2 separate regions of the Sus scrofa genome follow, and region 1 is linked to region 2. The links are chromatin contacts, called in public Hi-C maps. All regions are on one chromosome and are shown on one strand. The core of a region is the stretch at or near the end of the contact, and the rest is flanking DNA. Distances in the headings are between cores, read along the strand shown. Region 1 overlaps LAMB4 (laminin subunit beta-4). Region 2 holds the start of LAMB1 (laminin subunit beta-1).

Evidence for each region. A called contact is a pair of places that touch in the nucleus more often than the background predicts.
Region 1: a Hi-C map of fetal skeletal muscle shows a contact between it and region 2, with 1.5 times the contacts expected there. The contact joins the enhancer-like site here to the promoter of LAMB1 in region 2. A contact is called at or near these places in 1 of 5 promoter capture datasets (liver), 1 of 47 Hi-C or Micro-C datasets (fetal skeletal muscle) and 2 of 2 datasets of contacts at active chromatin or transcription factors (alveolar macrophages and skeletal muscle).

What each region holds. Positions count from the first base shown.
Region 1 is chr9:107,782,823-107,788,783 of Sscrofa11.1, reverse strand. It overlaps LAMB4 (laminin subunit beta-4), which reads left to right. Exons shown (of 36, transcript XM_021063522.1): 34 at 2,764-2,937; 35 at 4,208-4,361. Among named protein-coding and RNA genes, the nearest start is that of LAMB1, 39 kb to the right of the region's middle. Within about 2 kb of position 2,878, at least 10 of the 83 cell types and tissues checked have an H3K27ac peak or open chromatin away from gene starts, as enhancers often do. A contact at or near this core is called in fetal skeletal muscle and liver, where this site is marked.
Region 2 is chr9:107,743,079-107,749,056 of Sscrofa11.1, reverse strand. It overlaps LAMB1 (laminin subunit beta-1), which reads left to right and starts at 1,815. Exons shown (of 35, transcript XM_003130269.5): 1 at 1,815-1,969; 2 at 2,104-2,226; 3 at 3,279-3,454. The coding sequence starts at 2,190.

The DNA.
Region 1 (5,961 bases), core at 1,629-4,128, 39 kb before region 2:
AAACCTTGAATATCTCAGATACGATATTTTCACAATTTATTAATGCATAGCTGAATTAGTAAGAAATGGAGGGAATCTTCAGAGGCCAAAATGACAGAAAAGCAAGCTCCAGAGAGGTAATCAAGCAGGAACTTGACAGCAGGCAGAGGGCCTCTCCAATCCCTGGTATATTAGAACTTCTGGTCATGATAGCTGCCATGCAAAACAGGAAAAAAACAGGAGTTCCCGTCGTGGCTCAGTGGTTGACAAATGCGACTAGGAACCATGAGGTTGCAGGTTCGATCCCTGCCCTTGCTCAGTGGGTTAGGGAACCGGTGTTGCAGTGAGCTGTGGTGTGGGTTGCAGATGTAGCTCGGATCCCGCATTGCTGTGGCTCTGGTGTAGGCCGGTGGCTACAGCTCCAATTTGACCCCTGGCCCGGGAACCTCCAGACGCCGCAGGAGCAGCCCTAGAAATGGCAAAAACAAACAAACAAACAAACAAAAACAAAAAACAAAAAAAAACAAAAACAAAAAACAGGGAGAAAACAAAGCCCATGCAAGGAGGGGATGGGACCCTTACACGGAACGATGACCCCAAAAGGCAACCCTCAGGGAGATGTAAGTTATTACAGTGAGAGAAGGATGGAAGGAAGGACAGAGAGAGAAAAAGAGAGAGAAAAGACATTAGCCTCTGCTTGGCGGCGGAAAGTCTTCACTAAGAATTACTAACCACGAGCTGGCTGTCAGGTGAGATAGGGCTAGAAGTCACAATACGTGGGTGACCGCCCACAAACCAAACTAAAAATGTCATTTAAAATGGTCCTGGGTTGGCAGGGCCCTCAGATGCTGGATAGATGAGAAACCCTTTCCAAAGGAATGCACCTTAAAACCAGGTGTCAAAGGACTCCCCCAGACACAGAAAAAAGCAAGAGTCATCAGAAACAGTAAACGAGAATCAGAATGCAGGAGACAGTGGATACTCCTGTGATTGGATATTCAATACAAAATGACAGTGATTATTGGAGTTCCCATTGTGGCTCAGTGGTTAACGAATCCAACTGGTTAACCAAGAGGTTACGGGTTTGATCCCTGGCCTCGCTCAGTGGGTTAAGATCTGGCATTGCTGTGAGCTGTGGTGTAGGTCAAACACAGATTGGATCCCGCGTTGCTGTGGCTGTGGTGTAGGCTGGCAGCAACAGCTCCTATTAGACCCCTAACCTGGGAACCTCCATATGCCTCAGGAGCAGCCCTAGAAAAGACAAAAACAAAAAAACAAAAAAAAAACCCCAAAGCAAACAAACAAAAAAACCCAAAATGGCAATGATTATTATGTTTGAGATAATCGAAGAAGGCATGAAAGGTTGACCAAAGAACAAGGGACAAGAGATAACAAATGACCAGTCAGACTTTACTTCTAGATATGACAAGTTTAGTCACTGAAATAAGAAACAATTATAAGGTGTTCATTATTGCTTATAACAGACAAAAAAAATTAGAAGCCACCTGCCTCCACAGAAAATAGAAAAATAAATTGGGAGGAGTTCCAGGGTGGCCTAATGGGTTAAAGGCCCAACATTGTCACTGCCGTGCCTTAGGTTGCTGCTGTGGCGTGGGTTCAGTCCCTTGCCGGGGAACTTCCACATGCCACAGGCGCAGCCAAAAGAAAGAAAGAAAAATAAATTTTTGTTTCTTCAAACAACAGAATACTTTAAATTGGTAAAAATGAATAAACCAGAGTTAGGCAAATTAACTTAGGTGACCTGTACAAGCATAATTTTGAATTAAAAAATGCAAGTTGCAGAAATACACTGGATAATGTTTGTACAATTTTTTTTCTTCTTTTGTCTTTTTTGTTGTTGTTGTTGTTGTTGTTGCTATTTCTTGGGCTGCTCCCGCGGCATATGGAGGTTCCCAGGCTAGGGGTCGAATCGGAGCTGTAGCCACCGGCCTACGCCAGAGCCACAGCAACGCGGGATCCGAGCTGCGTCTGCAACCTACACCACAGCTCACGGCAACGCCGGATCGTTAACCCACTGAGCAAGGGCAGGGATCGAACCCGCAACCTCATGGTTCCTAGTCGGATTTGTTAACCACTGCACCACGATGGGAACTCCCTGTATAATGTTTTAAAGTAGAAAATACAGGGGAGTTCCTGTCGTGGCTCAGTGGTTAACGAATCCAACTAGGAACCATGAGGTTGCAGGTTCGACCCCTGGCCTTGCTCAGTGGGTTAACGATCCGGCGTTGCCATGAGCTGTGGTGTAGGTTGCAGACGTGGCTCGGATCCCGCGTTGCTGTGGCTCTGGCATAGGCCAGTGGCTACAGCTCCAATTCGACCCCTAGCCTGGGAACCTCCATATGCTGCGAGAGTGGCCCCAGAAATGGCAAAAAGACCAAAAAAAAAAAAAAAAAAGTAGAAAATACAGTATGTGGTTGTATATGAATAAGATAGCCTAAAAGGCACGTAGCAGTACATGGAATGGCCAATATTAGATTCAGGGTATTGGTTACCCTTGGGGGAAATAGAAGAGATATAAGGGGGGTGGTACCCCCAGGGCCTTGGTTTATTCTTAAGCTGGCTGAAGGGTACATGGATATATGCTATCTTTTCTCTTAGGCTCCCTTGTCTGTCTGAAATATTTCATAACTTTTTAATGAAAACGCAAAGGAACAATTTTCCTTTTACACCTAACTTATTTGGGGATGGGTAATTACATTACTTATTTTCTTGTTTGTTGCATAAAGAGACTTTTCTCCTTCCTTGTTTTCCAATCAACAACAGGTTGCAAATCAAGCCCAGGAGACGAAGAACAGGCTGGACCTGGTAAAGCAGTGGTCAGTGCTGGAGAGCAGACTTGCTGGGCTGCAGAACAAGTTGCAGAGGAACCAGGACGAGGCCATGTGTGTGCGGGCTCGGGCCGAAGCGGCCCGGCGCCAAGCTGGGGGCCTTGAGGAGGTCATTAGTCCCACCCCTCCACCAAAAGCAGACAAACAGTGCTTCTTTGAAGGATAATCCCTAAACCCCAGATTTGTGTGCCTTTTGTCAGCATTTCCTTTAGTGCCAGCTCTATGATCTGTGGTGTATGTTTGTAGGGACCCCGCTGGGCACAGAGCCCTCTCTGTAAGTAGAGGGCTGTCTGCAGAAAAGACAAGTTTTTGGCCAAATTATGTTAGAGTGTTTACCCCCAATCCTGCATTGCTAGTGGTATCTGGGTCAAATGTCTCCTAAACTTCCAAACATTTCCAATTTATGTCATGGGTATATCTTGTGTTTGCCCTGCATGCTAATTAAATGACATAAAAGATAAAGAAAAGAAGTGAAAGTCCTCAGCCAAAGAACAGATCAAGTTACGAAAATCAGAATGAGTTTATGAAACAGTTGTGAAAATGGCCTATTCGTTTTGGTTGCTGAAAGAAACCATCAGCTCATTTTCTTAGCAGGGAATCTTTGGTTGGCAGCGTTAATACAGCAGCTTCAGCCAAAGAAATTGGTTGAGTGTTTTTCCAATTAGTGGATTCTCTTGTTCTTGATTCCTAATGTGCTGGGTACGTTTTCCACTGACTTGGGTGTTGGGGACATTTTTTTATGGGGCAGAGGCTGACAAAGGCTCTCCCTGCCCACCCTCTCCCACCTCGGTGTTCTGGTCCTGCATCAGACACATGTTTATCTGTTTAACATAATAGGATGACAGCCACTCAGGCCGACCCTGAAGATTTTCATTCTGATACTCAGGGAGCCCTTCCTAACTTCCTGCCTCTCTTCTTGCCTCATTCCACTCTCATCTTGGGGCCAAGCAAATAAAAGGTCCTTGCTCCCTCTGACCTTCACCTTGCACTTGAAACCAGTCAACCCAGCTGAACCAAACCTCTTAGGGTAGCACTGGATCCGTTCTGTCTTCTCTATCTCTGACCTTAACATTGTTCAGGACAAATTGGTGCCTCATAAATACTTGCCTTAACGTGGAATAATGCTTGATATTTTATAACAGAGAAATATGACTTTTGACCAACTACAGCTGAGAATTTTTTCAACCTGAAAAAAAAAAAAAAAAAAAAAAAAACCCTGCAAATAAAAGCCTTGTCAGAAATATCAGAGTGACTCAGGCGCATAATGACTAGATTACAGTTTCCTCTTATTCCTTTTGTAAACAGTATCAGGCAAACATCACACATGTGTACATGCTTTGTTAATATTTTCTAGTGATGAAAGTGTTGCTCTGTTACAGGAGTCTGTGGAGCTCAAAAATCAATATGCCATTCTTCAGCATGAGACAAGCCCTGCTGGACTGACAAAGGAAACACTGGGGAAAGTGAAACAGCTCAAAGATGCAGCAGCAAGTTTGGCTGGAGATACAGAGGACAAGATAAGAAGAATGGCAGGTATCTAGTCTGTGCATTTTCCCAGCTTTGTTGAAGTGTGGTTGACAAACAGAACTGCATATACTAAAAGTGTACAACGTGAGGCTGTGCTGGGCATGGATATGTGTGAAATGACAACCACAATGAACACATCCACCACTTCATCCTCCACTCTTTTCTTTTTGTGGTGATGATGCTGAAGATTGACTCAGGCGGCTTATCCAAACTAATGGTTACCAAAGGGGAAACATAGGGGGAGGAATAAATTAGGAGGTTGGGACTGACATATACACACTACTGTATATAAAAGAGGTAAGTAACAAAGACCTGTATAGCACGGGGAAATCTACCCAATACTCTGTAATAACCTATGTGGGAAAAGTATCTGAAAAGGAGCGGATATGTATACGTATATGTATAACTGATTCACTTTGGTGTACACCTGAAACTAACCAAACTTTGTAAGTCAACTAGACTCCAATAAATATTTTAAAAAATTTTTTTAAATATTAAAAAAAGGATCTACTCCTATATACAATATTATCAATGCCCAGAACCCATTCATCTTATAACTGGAAGCTCTTGCCCTTTGACCAACAGGTCCCCATTTCCCCCAACCCCCTAGCTCCTGGCAGACACCATTCTACTCATTCTATGTGTTCAACTTTTAAAAAAAGGTTTTTTATGGTATAGTTGATTTACAATGTTGTATTTGTTTCATTTGTGTAGCAAAGTGAATTGTTGTGCATATATCCATTCTTTTTTCCTGTATAGGTTATTACAGAATATTGAATAGACCTCCTTGTGCTATATACCTTGTTAGTTATCTATTTTATATATGGTAGTGTGTATGTGTTAATCCCATCCTCCCAATTTATTCCTCCCCTCCAGGTTTCCCCTGGATAACCATAAGTTTGCATTCTAAATCTGTGTTTGTTTCTGCTTTATAAACGAGTTCTTTTGGATCATTTCTTATTAGTTTCTGCCTAAGCATGTCGTATGATACTTGTCTTTGTCTGACTTACTTCACTTAGTGTGGTAATCTCTAGGCTCATCCATGTTACTGCAAATAGCATGACTTTGTTCTTTTTATGGCTATGTAATATTCTATTGTGTGTGTGTGTGTGTATATATATATATATACATATATCACATCTTCTTCTTTTTTTTTCTTTGCAGTCTTTTTAGGGTCACACCCACAGCGCATGGAAGTTCCCAGGCTAGGGGTTGAATTGGAGCTATAGCTGCCAGCCTATTCCACAGCCACAGCAACACAGGATCCAAGCCAAGTCTGTGACCTACACCACAGCTCATGGCAATGCCAGATCCTTAACCCACTGAGCAAGACCAGGGATCAAACCCGCATCCTCATGGATACTAGCTGGGTTCAATGAGAAAGTTATTCAGGGTGGTTTTTCCCACAGCTGATGCTCATGGTTGTTGTAGGAAATCCTTCTGTCCTTAATCACCTCTAAATCATCAAGAAATATCAAATGATGAGTGATCTAGTATTATTTTTGTTGTATTTATTGTACATATTATTTTTGTTATATTTATTGTATATATTTAATCCCCAAATTTTTATATTCTTTTGGAATATAAGTAACTCTCAAAATATTAA
Region 2 (5,978 bases), core at 566-3,065:
TCTAGGAGGAGAGGACTCCAGCCAGGGACAGACAGAATTGCCAAGCAGCTGCGACGGCTCTACTGCTGTGAGGTCAGAGGCTGGTCTCCCAGCAGAGGCCGCAGCGAACATTGCCTGCAATGTGTATGGATGAGAAACTGTAAGCAATGTTGGCCCGAGGTATCAAAAGTTCCACAGAGGGACAGACATTTGCCTGTGAATCTTTTTTAAAAAATTAAGTTTTGGAGTTCCCGTCGTGGCTCAGTGGTTAACGAATCCGTCTAGGAACGATGAGGTTGCAGGTTCAATCCCTGGCCTTGCTCAGCGGGTTAACGATCCGGCGTTGCCGTGAGCTGTGGTGTAGGTTGCAGACATGGCTCGGATCCCGAGTTGCTGTGGCTCTGGCGTAGGCTGGCGGCTACAGCTCCAACAGACCCCCTAGCCTGGGAACCTCCATATGCTGTGGGTGCCGCCCTAGAAACGACAAAAGGACAAAAAATAAAAAAAATAAAAAATAAAAAAATAAAAAATTCTGAAGACCCTCCATCAAAATCTTGGACCCTCACAAGAGCATTCAGTGCTCAGGGCTGCTGAGCCACAGCCCCAAGGAGCCTGAGCATTGGACGGAGGCAAAAATCTCCCCAGGTTGCAGCAGGGCAAGTGCTGATTAGGTGAATAATTAATATATCACCAAGACCTGAGGCTGCGGCCTCCCTCAGTGGAAACGATGAGATAAACTCAAAAAGCAGCTTACTCTATGGTCTAATGATTAAACTTCCTGGGCCCTATCTCATTACAGCTAAGTTAAATGCCTACCAACTGGCCACTTAAACCCTTCCCCCCGGGATGATTAATTAGAGAACAAAATCTCCTGACTGGATTAACAACTAACTATTCTCCCTTCTCAGAGGTGGGGGTTGGGGGGGGTACTTTTGTCCAGAGGACAAAATAGAGCTCAAGGTCTGATTCCATCCATTGCTAAGGCAGCAGAAGTGGGCTAATTCGCAGGAAGGGGGAATCACACCACCAGCCTTTCTTCCCTCTCCATCCCCCAGGAGCTGGGTCAGAGCGTATTTACCCCTTATTTAACTAGACAGATCAACCACATTGCTGCTGGAGACCCGTCCTTAGCGGACCCATCACCCACCTCACCATCTGTACACCGCGGAGTTCCTCTGGAGGATTTGCTAGACTGTGCTTCGTGGAGGAGTACATCTCACTAGAGACCTCCAGGTGAGCGGCTGAGCCCACCCTTTCATGGTGAGATGAGAAAAAGCATCACTACCAACAGTATCATTCGAGAAATTACCTGAATTGAAGCCATCTATCTGGATTGGGGTAAAAAGTAGATGGGTAATTCAATGCGGTGGCCACCTGGGTGGCAGGAGCTCCAGGCTCGTCCTAAGTTGGTGCGTAGCCGAGAGCACTTCCTTCGAATGAAGACATCAGATGTCGAGCTCAGCCTCAGCGATACCAGGCGTTTCGGGCTTCGCTTCTCAGGAACAAACCAGACAACCGGCTTTCTAAAGGGTTAACTGGCCTTGCCCGAGCGCTCAGAGAGAGTTTACAGCATTGGGCACCTTTACGTGACTCACTCCTTACAAATGTAAATGCACGAGCTCGCGGTAGGTCCGGACCAGCCCCCTCGCCCGTGAGCAGACACCTACCTCCCGGACCAGCCCGGACGCCTCCCGCCCCCAGCGCACTGCTCGGGACGCTCACCCGGAGGCAGCCTGCGCTGGGAATGGGAAGAGCCACAACCCCATCGCGTCCGCAGATGCAGCCTTAAAACAAAAGAGGTACGGGGGAGGGTGGGATCTGGACCTCACCCACTCCCCGCCAAGTAGGGGGCACCCGCCCCCTCCGCCCGGCTCCCGGTGTGCGCATGAGCAAAAGGCGCCTCCCTAGGTTCCTCCCAGGGCGAAACTTTCTAATTCCCTTCTTTGGGCTCCGGGGCTGCCAGGCGCCGGGAGAGCGCTCGTCCTGCCGGGTGAGCAGAACAAAGTGGCGGCTCGATTTTTCTCTTCCCACTCTCCCACCCCCTGCTTCCGTGGGAGCGGCAGGAAATGCGAGGGCCGCTCTCCTCTCTCTGAACATTTGCCTTTTTTCTCTCCACATCTCCAGAAAGGAAGACGGGGAAAAAGAGCCGGCGGCTCGGCGGCGGTGTCCTCCCCTCCTCTGCCGTGTCCCCTCGGTTGCAGGCACTGGACATGGGGCGGCTCCAGGTGTTCGCGCTGAGTTTCCTAGGTAATTCCGAGGAAGAGGTGGGGAGGGGGTGGTGGGCTTAGACGTGGAAGAAGAAAAACCAAGCGGTTGGACCCAGCTTCGTGGAAGCCGGGGGGATCAGGAGAGGGACTGGGTGGCAATTCTGCGCTGGAATTAAACAACAGCTCCCTCGGTGGTGGCCGAGGGCTGCGCGCGAGGATCTCGGGCGACCGACCGCTTCCCCAGGGGCTGTGCCCAGAGCTCCCGGTGCTCCCGCGGTCACTGATCTGTGCTTTGCACCTCTGGCCCTTTCTCGGTGGGTCTCTCCATTGCTGGGATCGTTCTCCATGGTGCGGAGGGCTCTCCAGGAGCCCATTTCCCGGAAAAGTGCCCAAGCTGAGCACAGACTAAGTAAGTCCTGGGAACAGATTGGGGCCATGTGGCTTTAATTAACCATCGCCGTTTGCCCCCGGATGGCGCCAGAAACAGCTGGACGGGGAGCTTCCCTGGAATGACGAATTGTTGAAGCCGATCCAAAGCCGCAGGGACTGTCCACTCATCCCTCGAGAAAGTGGCGTCACCGGCGAGCCCCAGCATCTCTCTTCCCCCGGCGAAGTGCCTGCAACCTCTGAGCGTGCACACACACACTAGCCCCTCCACTCATAAATTTCTGTGTGCGCAATTGCGCAGACACCGAGGATGCACAGGCTGCCAACCGCGTGCAGGCGTGTGGTGTTTGGCCATCTGCCTCCCTGAGCCCAGGTGCAGGCACCTCCAAGTGGCCGGTCTGCCCCTCCACCTTGTGTGGCTGATGCTGCTTCCCGGGACAGATCAGGGTGGGCGCGAGTGTGGGTGGGTTTCCAGGGACCAGTGCTGTCCACTGCTGGGCAAACCTGATGTTCGTTTGTTCTGTTTGGTTCTGTATCCTCCTGTCCACATCCTGCCTTCCCCGGCCTCGCTCATCTCTCCATTGTGTTTCTTTTCTGTGTATTCTGCGTTTTTCTGAATCTACTCTGTCCCCGCCCCTGCCTTTCCTATGGCTGGGACTCCCGCTCTCTGCTTGTGCCCTATGCTGTTGTCTGCCCCTTCCACAGCCCTATGCGGAGCCCAAGTGAGCGCTCAAGAACCCGAGTTCAGCTACGGCTGCGCGGAGGGCAGCTGCTACCCGGCCACCGGCGACCTTCTCATCGGCCGAGCGCAGAAGCTCTCGGTGACCTCGACCTGCGGGCTTCACAAGCCGGAGCCATACTGCATCGTCAGCCACCTGCAGGTGAGGGCGGAGAGATGGCTCTAGGCTCCGCACGCCTCCTCCAGTCCAGACCAACGGGGAAGGCCCAAGGGACTCCGCATCCTGCCAGCTCTCCAGATAGGAAGCTCGGCAGCCAGGGAGCCCCGGGATTAGGCTGGTAGCTCGCCCTTTTGCCACATCTCAGTTTGCACAGTTGCATCCGCCAAACATTTCCTGCCGCCGCCGCCACACAGTGTGGAAAGACAGGGCTGCAGACAGAACGGGCCCCTGCCCGGTGCCCTGACCCAGAGCCTTCAAAAGCCCCGTGTCTTGTTTAGTTTTGTTTTTTAGCCTTTCCTCTTTGAAACTGTGTATAAGAGGTGATTTATCTTCTTCTTTTTTAAATACTGAGTAGTTACCTTGGGTTTTTCCCACGTCTTTCACTTGGCTGGAGGATACTCCAGCACTGAGAGACGCTTAGCAAGGTCGCTCTAATCACTGTACCTGTTTTTCTCTCCTCCTTTGGTGGTGTTCCCATCTACCTCCATTAGATACCAGAAGCAGATGCCTGCTTTTTCAAAATGCCCTGGTTGCCATGGTACCCTGATAGAGGAGGACCAAAAATGAAATTTCAGAGTGTTATCTGTTTCTAAAAGTAGACCCAGATCTTAGATTTAAAAGGGCGCATTTTAAATAAAACTAATTTCTTTTTAAAAGACACAAAGTATAAACTACCCAGAATCAGAATCCCTTTCCTTTGTTTTTAAAAGGAGACTGATATCTGGCCTTTAAAGAAAGTCGAAGGGCTTAGTCTCCAGTGCAGGGCAAGTTCCAAGCCAGTTGCTCTAAATTTGGTCACTTCACAGACCTATATCTGCCCTTCAGGAGGAAGAGCAATGTTGTGTGGTTTGCATATAGATGCCTTAAAATGGAGTCACTTTTGCAAAGCAGAAAGAGAGCCCATTCTGTAGACCTGAAAAATTAAACCAAAGGAATGTGGTAAAGTGGATTCCACTCATTTGCTTCCAGGTTTATACAGAGATGTCTAGACTGCTTCCTCCTGATTAGAATGGAGGCTATAATTAAACTTTTTTTAAGTTCTGGTAATTGTTCTCTGGTATTAGTTTCCTTGACTACGAGTTAATGAAGGCAGTGGATGTTACCTTTTCTAATATTAGCATGTAAATTTTACCTAAAATGTTGTGCTAACATTTAACTCAAAGGCCAGGACATCCTGTAAATGAATCACCAGATCCCGAAACCAGCCTTGACCAGACTAAGAATTCGACTATTTGTCTTAAAAGCAAGTCGAGCCAGACTCTCTATGTTCATATGATCAGCCAGGAAACCATGGCATGCACTTCGCAAGTATCAGAGCCTAAAGAAAGGGACTTTGCTCAAGTACACTGAGAAAGTGTACTTCTCTCAAACGCTGAACAGGTATAAAAATTGGGGCAGGAAGCATAAGTGTTTTGTCCAGGGTCGTATTGCATCCCTGACTCCTGGCCTCAGTTTTCTAGTTAGAACATCTTGCCACTCTCTAGGTCCTTTAAGGAGGAAGGTGATAACTCATAGCTAGCTAAATAAATACAGATGTAAAAATATAGTGAGTTGATACTGTTCTTATAAAGAGATCACTATTGTTTAAATGTTGTTTGTTGGCATTCCTGTCGTGGCTCAGTGGTTAAGGAATCCGATTAGGAACCATGAGGTTGCAGGTTCGATCCCTGGCCTTGCTCGGTGGGTTAAGGATCTGGTGTTGCCGTGAGCTGTGGTGTAGGTCGCAGACGCGGCTTGGATCTGGCCTTGCTGCGGCTGTGGCGTAGGCTGGCGGCTACAGCTCCGATTAAACCCCTAGCCTGGGAATCTCCATGTGCCACGGGTGCAGCCCCGAAAAGACAAAAGACAAAAAAAATAATAAATAAATAAATGTTGTTTGTAAATGTATGTGGGTCTTTATAGATTTCAGTCTCAGCATCATTTTCAGACTTAAGATGCATTTTAGGATTTCCCATCGTGGCTCAGTGGTTAACGAATCTGACTTCAGGTTTGATCCCTGGCCTTGCTCAGTAGGTTAAGGATCCGGTGTTGCCGTGAGCTGTGGTGTAGGTTGCAGATGCGGCTTGGATCCCGCGTTGCTGTGGCTCTGGCATAGGCCGGTGGCTACAGCTCCGATTAGACCCCTAGTCTGGGAACCTCCATATGCTGCGGGAGCAGCCCAAGAAATGGCAGAAAGACCAAAAAAAAAAAAAAAAGAAGATGCATTTTAGAAAAACCGAGAGGGGAAGTTCCCACTGTGATATGGGTTAAGAACCTGACTGCAGCAGCTCTGGTCCCTGTGGTACAGGTTCGAGAACTTCCTAGTGCAGTAGGTTAAAAGATCCAGCATTGCCGCAGCAATCCCTGGCCTGGGAACTTCCACATGCTGTAGGTGAGGCCATAAAAAAAAAAAAGCAAAGAAAATTGAGGGAGAGAGCAACAGTTGATGTGGTGAAAGGAACTAAGGGATGCGGTTTATGATTCGCCATGATGGAGTGGAAAGAGGACTCTTTTAACTTTCCTGACC